Linked DNA regions of Anser cygnoides: region 2 is linked to region 1. A link is a contact called in public Hi-C data. All regions are on one chromosome and are shown on one strand. Each heading gives the region's core, a stretch centred on a gene start, on an enhancer-like site or on the middle of the called end of the contact. The rest is flanking DNA. Distances are from core to core; before and after follow the strand shown.

Region 1 (5,020 bases), core at 2,015-4,514:
CTGCAAAAAGCTCATCTCTTTGTGACCCCTGATCAGCTGAGGCAACAGTGAAGAGTGAGGCCACGGGGTCAATTTAAAAGCATTAAAATCAAGGTTTGTGCACACAACTCAACGCCTGATGGCTTAGCAACCCTTGAGGACCAGCAAGCCTGCTCCACAGTTGCATCCTGCCACTTCTGCTGCAAGATCCAGACAGGCGAAGTTTCAACAGGTCCCTGTTTCCAAAACCAGCCTCCCAAGTGCGAAGCAGTACGAGAGCTGTGCTGAGGTGGGATGCTGGCCTCCCCGTGGGGAAGCAGCACAGCTGACACATGGGGACAGGCAGGGGAATGTCCCCAGGGTCAGCCATGGAGTTCCTTAAAATTTGCCCTGTCAAGCTCCTTGCTTCGCACAGCCCACGGTGCCTTAAGAAGCAACACCCACAGGCAGCGCAGGACTAGGCTGGGGGCACCAGCCCGGTCTGGGAGGAACCAGCCCCGCGGAAAGCAAGGTCAGCAGGGCTTCCTGCCACCAGCCGGGGTGTACTGAGGGTCACTGGAGCACCGCACGTTCTTTTGTTTCAATCAAAGGCTTTTGCTTAATCTTATTAAAAATTTAGGTTAATTCTGGAGCTAAACTGATACGCAGGCCTTGTGGCAACTGGCTAGTGTTCCCACCAAGCAATGGTCACCCTCCAACTACCAGGAGGGAGAGCCTGAGCTCTGTGCTTGGAGACAACTCTGCTGCTCAGACTTCAAAGGATGCCACAGCTAGAAGTCGCACTAAGCCCATAGCTGCACAGCACTTAACAAGACGCCACTGCGTTTTTGGGTCATTTTCCCACCTCAATCTCAGCCAGCTGTGCCACAGGCTAATCTTAAAAAAAAATCTCATCTGTATAGTGATTGTCACGTGAAAGGAGCCCCAACTGCACAACCTGGCTAGCACCATCTCCATCACCTCCTCAGGTCAGAATGCTGCAATCCATAGAGCCAAAAGTAGGTCCTTCAAATAAACCAGGGAAAAATCCTATAGCAGTTTCTGGTCCATACGTACACCAGATACCAAACACACTGCATTCCCATCTCCGGTACCCCAGGTGGGGCCATCTGCTGGTTCTGTTCCAGTATGAGATGAACTGCACTGCAGTTGCACCACTACCAACCTCTGAAAAGTGAGTAAAGACACTCTATTAGTAGATTTTCACCCTTGGTTAATGGCAGCAAGTTTATTAAATAAGCCTCACTTAAGTTAGTGCACCCTCCTGCCACAAATAACCTGCCAGCTTACCATCAGATAAAAGCCATAACCCAAGGAGCACGATGCCCTTTGAAGGTATCTCAGAAAAGAGCAAATATTTGAGCAGGGACAGCACGAACATTGCTTCCTCCAGCCTGTGTTCCCCTCCTTCCCTCTGCAGGAGGAGGAATGGTTTCTCAGGCCATGAATCCTGGCAGGGACCAACACTTGAGACTGTAGTTGGAGAGGATATGCAAGACAAGTTTCCCCTTCCAGCTGGCTTATTTTCTGGCTTCACCATGAACACTTCTCTTAATAGTATCTCAAACTGGGGCCTGGCAATCCAACCAGAACATTTAGGCAGCCAGGTCCCCAGGCGATGATGAATGTCTGTTGTGGGGGATGCAAGAGTTTTTCGTCTCCTCAACCCAGCCACAAAATAAGCTAGACGGCTCCTGCACAAGCCATCGGCCTTCTTTCCATAAGATGTCCCATCCTAGGTACAATCCTTATTTCCAAGCTGGAGGAGCAATTCCCAGCAGTTGTATATTTGCTTCCTAGAACTGAGTAGCCACGTGCTGTTTCTTACTCGGCCCCGTGCTATTCTGATTAGTCAGGAAAACAGATTTCCAGAACTATTAGGATCATTACAATAGTTATCTAAGATAATTACATTGTCATACGAGTTGAAAAGAGCTGCTGGGGAAGAAGCCATGCCTGAGGTGACAGAGTAAAAGATTTGCTTTCAAGGCTCATCTACTCCCAGCTATTTGTGTAAGGCACGCTAGCTTTAATATTTTATTAAAAACCCAAAAACCAAATGTGCATTGCAGCATTATGCACCACTCTCGCCACAGGGAGATATACCTCTTTCATAGCTTCTGGCCATAAAGAAATAATTCAAATGACAGTTCAAGCCAGAAGCAAAACAGGTTTTTAGTGTTTTTTTTTTTCTCTGAGCTTTCAGCATACCTCAGGGTTCCACATACCAAAATATTACATTTTTCAATTCTTCTGTTATCCTTAAAAAAAAAACTCTAAAAAAAAAAAAAAAGCTGTCCGTGCACTATGGCAGTCAGAGCTGACCATTCACCTCTAGAAGTTGGATAACTTTTGAGCCTTAACATCCTGCAGAAAGGCGTGCAAAGGTTTAATGTACAACGTCCGCAACTTTTTAATTCAATTGTTTGTCCACGGTCGTTTGTTTCCTTCTTTTCCTCTCCACCCCAACTGCTTTAACCATTTGAATTTGTACATGCTTTCACTACATCCTTTCTTTACTAAGCGGTCCCACCCAGGCTTTTCAACAATCCTGCTGACACGCCTCCAACTTTCCATGTCATTCTCTAGACTGACGGCAGCTCTGCAGAGGATTTCATAACAGACCATACGGTCAACTTACACAGTGGCGTTTCTCTCGGTGCCTCGTGCCCCATCCTGTAAAGGTATTCAGGACTGCTTATGCCCGTCTAGCTGCTCACCATTTTGAGGCACTACTGCAGTAAAATCCTGGTTGCTGACATGACCTGGTTCGCTTTGGCGTAGCCGAATCCTAGGTCTGTCTTAGCCAGGCTTCAGCCCCAGGACGTGGAGGGAGGGCTAACAGCAGCAGGGAGGCATTAGGGGACCCAGGCCCCTGGGGTTTCCCACAGGCGGGGCACAAGACGAGCCTGAACAGGCTAACCAGCACCAAGAGATGGCATCCTGCCACCTCGCCACCTCCAGCTCTCAGGCCTGTCATCCTCCCAGCGAGAACGATGACAGCGAAGCTGGTACGTGGAGCACGAAATCCAGGATCCGTGAGGAGGGGCAGGCAGGCTCCGGCTTTGCCAGCAGCTGCACAGGCGTGCCACCAGGGCTCGGGGAGCAGCTCCTTCTGTGAGAGGAGCCCCCAGAGCGGCGCCCCCAGCCCCTTTCTCTCAGGAAGCGGCCGTGGCGAGCAGCACCCACGACCATGCGGCCAGGCAGGAGGGAGCGAGCATGCGGATGTTATAACCACATTAGTGGAGGTGCAGAGAGGCTGAGCTGCTCCAACTGCAGCGCTGCTGTCGTGAACTAGATCCTGCGCAGCCTCTACCTAGCCGGCGCCGCGTGCGTGGTGCCCGCTGAAGTCTGCGATACTTGGCTGGGGGCAGCGCGGTACGTGCCTGCGCCATGCGGCCCTGCCGTGAGAGCACAGCTCCCGACTGCGGCACCACCCTCGCTCCTCAGCGCGGGTCGCTTCCTGAGGAGTTCTGGCATCTCAGACACCTCAGCCGCCAAGTTACCGCGCAGCACAAACATGGGGCTCATTTACCAGAGTAGCGAAAGAGGAGACAAGCGGGAACAACCCTAACGCAAGCCAGAGTAGATGAGCTTGTGGAAATCACCTCAGCACATTTGCAAACAAGTCCAAAGTTCCCGCAGGCTCCCAGAGAGCACAGTCAGCCCCGACGCGCCAAGCCGGGCAGAAGAGGGTTCACGTTTGAATGCACGTGCCTGGCCTGGAAGGTGCTGGTCCCTCTCCCCTCGAATCTCTCCCTTAAGAGAAGGGAATGACCACAAAGAAATTGCAGGTTGTTTCTTTGCACTTCAGCCAGCTGCTCCCCCACTACCACCTCTCAGGCTCTAACCACCCCAGGGGACACAAAACAAAGGCACGACCCATAGGATATGCTGCTACCAGCTTTTACCAGGTTAGGAGGGAGGTCAAAATCTTTTTGCAGGATTCCCTACCCCAGAAACCAGCTCAGTGGCCTACCAGGGGACAGAAGCCGGCCAGGATCAGGAGCTGCTCACAACACGGCTGCCCCTGCTCCCAGGGGACCTGGAGAGGGGCACCCCTGGGGGCCAGGATCTGCCACGGCAGGGGAGGAGACAGCCCACCCGCCGCTGGATTTTGAGCCCTCGCCCGACTGATCCCAGCTGCTGGGAACGTTTGTCTAGCCACCAAGGTAAGGAATGAGCTCTTGGCAGTCAGAAGGGCTCCTGGTCACTGGCAGGAGAGCCCTGACAGCTTCACACAACAGACGGGTTAATGAACAATGAGTTGCTAAGCCTCTCAGTAACCAGGTACAACATTGCCCCGAGGGCACGGTTCCGGTAACATACAAAGAATATACAATGGAGTTCATCTCGTTGACATTAAAACTCAAAGGTCTTGGACTTTTAGCACACCTGGGAAGTACAGCTTGTCTCCCGTGAGCAAATAACTGCTGAGCCAATAAAATATCCGGGTCTGAATTCAATGAACTTTTCTTCAGGCTCACTGAGATAATACCAGCAGTGTAGTGACCTTGAAAGCGTAAACATGATCATGTTCACGGTGCAGATTTTCCAAGAGGTGTCTCTTCTTGAGTTCCAGCAGAAAGGTTTGAGGGAGAAGCTGGACTCTAAAAATTACGGCTGCTAATTAAGGTTGCCACCTCAAACAGGCCACTTTTGTGGGTGCAGATCTATGCACGTGGTAATGTCACCGTGTCAGTTACAGTTTCTAATAAAAGCATCAGGGCAAAGCAAAAAACCTGTATTTCTGAGTAATACAAGCTTTGGAAACAGGAGGGGGAAAAAAGTTATGCGGAAGAAACTCTGTCATTACATCTACTCTAGAGCTAGTCGCTTCTGAAGTGGAAACGATTGCCTTTAAAGCTAGAGGAAATTGTGATGAGGGCTCAGCACGGGGAGATAGCAGCGTAGCTGTATCAGCCTGTAACTGCTGCAGCCAGCAGACTTTGATCTCGCTAGCGCTCGCTGAGCAGGGTGTCACCGTACCTGCCTCACAACACGAGCAAGACCTTTGCACGTCGTCAGAGGCTCAGGCATG
Region 2 (4,743 bases), core at 1,015-3,514, 310 kb after region 1:
CCAAGAACCGACTGCTTGACAAGCACATAAAACCAGTGGCAGAGCAGCCGGCTTGAACCCTTCCCCAGGCCAGGACTTTAATCCTTAGCACTCTCCTCCCAGCTGCCTGCGATTTGATCTAGAAGGTAAATACTGATGGCTGTGGGCGAGTTTTGCATTTCTCTTACAGGATTGCAGTTCTTGGAATTCACCTCATCAAGACCTTGCTCTCTGTTTACTTATGGGCAACAAAACTGTAGCACAGAAAAACAAAGCAACCCACAGTTGTATAATTTCAATATCCTGTGAAGAAACTTGGACATGAAGGTGGGAGCTATGCCCTGGCTTTAGAGTCATGATAGAGTCAGATTTGATTTTATTCTGTAATAGGATAAAAAATAAACAAAACTGGGTCATTGGATCTCTTTAGTCAATAGACAAACTCTCCTAGAGGTCTGGGTTCTTTTGGGTGGTTGGTTTTTTTTTTTAAGCACTAAATAGACCTGTGACCAAATTCTCACGGAAGTAAAATCTCCCGCATGTAGGAAGTGCTAACATTTTTTGTCCCTTCTGAGATTCATTCTGTAGAGACAGAACATAGCAATATCTTATCAGAGCCTGTAAAACAATTTTCTGTCTCTTTACATAGTGTTTTAGAAATGGCCAAGCTTGTTCTGCACTTAGTCTCCCCTGAACGAGCCCCCTGGGCCTGTGTGCAAGCAAGGCTCAGATTGCAGTGTCATTTATTCTTCAATAGCAGCCACTGCTATCTAGGAGCAGAGTGGTTGTCCCAGCAGCTCCAGCCACATCCGCTCAAAATCTCAGCACCGAGGGGATGGGAGTCAGATCTCAGGCTAGCTGAACAATGGAATTCCCTTCTGTAGAAGTTTCCAGTAGCTTGAAATGCAATTTCCAATAGGCATAAGAAAGTTTTGCAAGTTTCCTATGAAAAAGAAAATCTGTGAAATTTAATTTCAGGAACACTGATGCGTGGTGTTTCCAAAATATAAGAGGTAGCTCAGGATGTTGGTAGCTGTTGAACAAAATTATCATTTTTTCCCCCGATATTACAGCTGCTCAGCACTGAATAGGGACAGCAAATTTATCTGGGAGTGAGCAACAGTGAATTTTCTTAAGAGTCCCATCAACTTCACTCGGGAGCCAAGCTTCCAGCTTCCACGGGACAAGAGGAGTCCCATCTCAGCCAGCCAGAAGATGCCAGGACCACAGGACAGTAACTCAGGGGCAAACCTTGGAAGCTGTGTTTCTGTGCAGCACCCAGGTCGCATGCATGATACAGCTGACAAGCCGCCCAGCAGAAGACTGACAATTAAAGGTAGTCAAACTACATATTTCCATGAAACGTTTCTGCTTCACAACATACACGTTTTCTAACTGCATCATCTTTGCTGAAACATCCCTAACAAGCTCTATTCAATTCTGCTTGCTCCCAAAATTATAATTTCTCTTCATACAAACTACATGAGAACTGTCATTAGGATGTTATCAATGCAGAGCCTTTGAGCATGCAGATGGACAGTCTAATTCTGTCACCAGCAGCATCAGCTGCAGCAAATTGTGCACGCGTGCTTCCTTAACCGATTTGTCATGGTATTTAGAAACACACTGCCACACCACATAGACAGCACCGGCCAGCTCTGCAGCTCTTCATTAATTACTGTGGAGCCGTGACCTAGCATAGGTAGGTGCTTTTCAGAGGGGAGCAACAGAGAGCAGCTTTATTTCGGAAACAGGCACCTGGACAGTCCATGAAAGCACAGGACAGCTAAGAAAAACACGTTCCAATTAACCACTAACGACTTATTTTCCTTTGTGTTGAACAGATTGTGCTGAACAAAGCAAAGCCCAGAGCCTGGAGCATTTAAACAAAAACACAAACTAGTGCACTGAGAGGCTATAAAAGGAAGCAGCGCGTAAGAAGCCTCATTTCTGCATCCTTTTACAGTACTGTCTAGGAACACACAGTGCTTGGTACAGCCGCAGTACCAGGGCCATCGAGCTCTCAGCTGCAGTAGGCATCCTAAGAGGCAGAATGTGCTCAGCAACGACCGAATTCTCTGCTCGCTTAGAAAAAACAGGCTCCGTGGTTCCCACGATCAAAGGGGTCACGTCAATGGGCAAACGCAGTCAGGCCCCTGCTGTCACAACAGTCATTGCCAAATCACTGCTGGCAGTCAGGGATGCTGGTGCTCGGAGTACAGGCAGAAGCAGCAGGACAATGTGGTAGGGCCTCCCAAATCCAGGGCTGCATCTTCCCATGGCACGAGAGCAGCTACGAGCACAGCCTGCTCCATGACCCTCACAGACAGCCCCCAGCCTGACTGCAGAGCAGCCTAAAAGCCATGCCCGAGCACGTGGCACCTCAGGAGATGGCCTCCAGACCAAGCCTGAGGTCACATCAGGGAGATCTTGTCCTCCAGATGCGGTGACACCGACACCTCCGAGCGTGCTGTGGAGCAGGGATTATTGGCTTGCATCAGGCTTGCAGCCTCTGGAGCTTACTGACCTGGGGGTGACTCTGGGACCAGGACGGCCTGTGATAGCTGCACCAGATGTGTCCAAGTGGACGTGTAAATGCACTGAAGACGTCACCATGGTGTGTTGCTGAACGGGGAGGAGCAGGCTTTACCTGCACACATCGGTGCGATCCCCGTTTCAGGCACATTTCATTCAACAGAAGGAAGACGGCTGCCATGAGAGATTTTCTCTTCCACAAGTTCAAACTTGGATGAGTTAAAAGAGAAAGGGCCTCTGTCCCAGCTGCATAAATAAAAACATTTCCACGCAGAACAGGACTGAAACGGAGGTTAGATAAGCAAGGCCTTGGCAGCAGGAAAAACAAACAAAGCCAATCCCTGCTACGCCCACTGAGAAGCAGCCTGTTTTGCCATCAGCACTTTGTCACAAATACTCACAAGCCAAGCAAGACCAACTCAGTGAGGTTTCTGTGAGCCCAGCCAGGAGGAGAAAGGGCCTGCGGCGGGGATTATCTCTGGCTGGATGCTACCTGTGTTGCGACAGGGGCACAAGGTGGCACCCGCAAAAGCCAGGCCAGGTGGCTCAGCGGTGCACGAGCAGGGAGAAACTCCTGGCCCTCACCCGAAGGCCACCCCGATTCCCCTGCCAAAGCCAGATATGCACTGCGTTGGCTGAGCACAAGGTGCAAGTTCAACCAGACCATGCAAGGGGAAATGGCTCCCCGGCAGCATGGACGTGGCTGCAAGGCCGGGCTGGCGAACGGCTTCGTGGCTGCGGGGATGATTCAGAGGCAGCTCTGGGGAGAGCAGGCAGCGTGTGTCTGCTGCCGAGGCCCCTCTCCGCCCCCCTCAGCTCTCTCCCTCTGATTTTATTCCCTGAGCCCAGAGATTGCTTTTAACAAAGACAGTTGAGTCATTTCCCAGCCCTGATGTGCCATCTACCAAATGCTTCAGATGACTGATGTCTGAAGCAAGAATCCAGCCTGTTCCCTCGCTGCACCTCTTAAAGCAGCTGAAATGGGGCAATTATACCCGATTTCTGTGACAAAGAACGAGAAGTCCTGTCATTATCACAGCTTCCCCTCGGAAAGGCTGTGGGTGAGAGGAAGAAATACATGAGCAGTGTCACAACAATAACAGGCTGATGCATGCCGTGAACCACAGCAGGCTGCAAGCCTGTAACCAAGGTGTCTCTGTGTGTGGAAAGAGCAAAGCCCAAGAGACTCCTCTGGGCATTGCAGGAGGTCAGTGCTGCTTGATGGTGGGCCTGAAGGAGCAGGGGGCACACTTTAAGGGTCCCCTACCAGGTGGATCTCCATGCCCCCGAGCACGAGGCTGGGCTCTCTGCACAGCCCCCCGAGGAGCCGTGGACGTGCCCATGTCACACAGCCCGTGCTCAGCAGCGCGCACATGCGGGGCAGGCAAGGCAGCTCCATGGGGAGGTGCAGCACAGGGCAGTCCTCTGCCCCAGGGTTTTGACACAACGCCTGCCTCTGCAGGGACTAAATGCTGCCAGGTAGCTTTCATGCGGGCCTACAGATCATTTCTGGTGGCTTCACATCTGCCCCAGGGGGATGCATGCTTTAATTCCCTGCCGCACGTAGTCCTGCTGTGAGAGTCGCAGGGAGCACCACGCTGAGTGCTTTCTAGGGCTCCATAGGGTCTCCACGAACCACCCAGTGCCTCCCTCCCCACCTGCAGCCCCACAGCTCTTCCTCCCTGCCTCAGCCACCGCCCGAGCTCCTCACACACACAGCCGGCCTGCCTCTGCCAGGACTGGGGGACGCTGGGGGTGCCAGCGCTCCCACAAGGTGCGTGGCAATGCCAGGTGCCCTTGGGGCTCCCCACGGCCTGCACCTCTTCCACCTCACCCCGCGGGCATTTGAACCGTGGGGCCTGGTTACACCTCAGTCAATTACTTCTCCAGCTCCTGGATAATTAGCTCCAAACAGCAGAAAATGAAAAGCAGCCTGGGGCTTGCCCTCTTACTGATGCAACACCTTGCAGTGCTGAAATGAAAGCGTAAATGAGAGCGGCATAAAGGTGCGGGCCCACACTTCTGAGCCTGGAAAGCTATACGCTGTTTGTACTGCTGGCGGGAGGCTGACTTGATGAATAAGTCAGCGTGTGCTCAAGTTTCCAAGGCTGAGCGTAGCCTATATCCCTTGGACGAAACCCATGCACACCTTCCCAGCCACAAACGGCAGTCCCAGAGAGCAGCTATGACGGTCATTTTGTTTCTGCTAGCAGCAGGAATATCCTTGGA

Evidence for each region. A called contact is a pair of places that touch in the nucleus more often than the background predicts.
Region 2: a contact with region 1 is called in a Hi-C map of liver, with 2.5 times the contacts expected there. The contact joins two enhancer-like sites. A contact is called at or near these places in 2 of 7 Hi-C or Micro-C datasets (both in liver).

Annotation. Positions count from the first base shown.
Region 1 is chr5:13,922,312-13,927,331 of Taihu_goose_T2T_genome, forward strand. The region is part of intron 1 of CD82 (CD82 molecule); the gene reads right to left. Among named protein-coding and RNA genes, the nearest start is that of CD82, 13 kb to the right of the region's middle. Within about 2 kb of position 3,265, at least 2 of the 3 cell types and tissues checked have open chromatin away from gene starts, as enhancers often do. A contact at or near this core is called in liver, where this site is marked.
Region 2 is chr5:14,230,452-14,235,194 of Taihu_goose_T2T_genome, forward strand. No RefSeq gene overlaps it. Among named protein-coding and RNA genes, the nearest start is that of C5H11orf96, 27 kb to the right of the region's middle. Within about 2 kb of position 2,265, at least 1 of the 3 cell types and tissues checked has open chromatin away from gene starts, as enhancers often do. A contact at or near this core is called in liver, where this site is marked.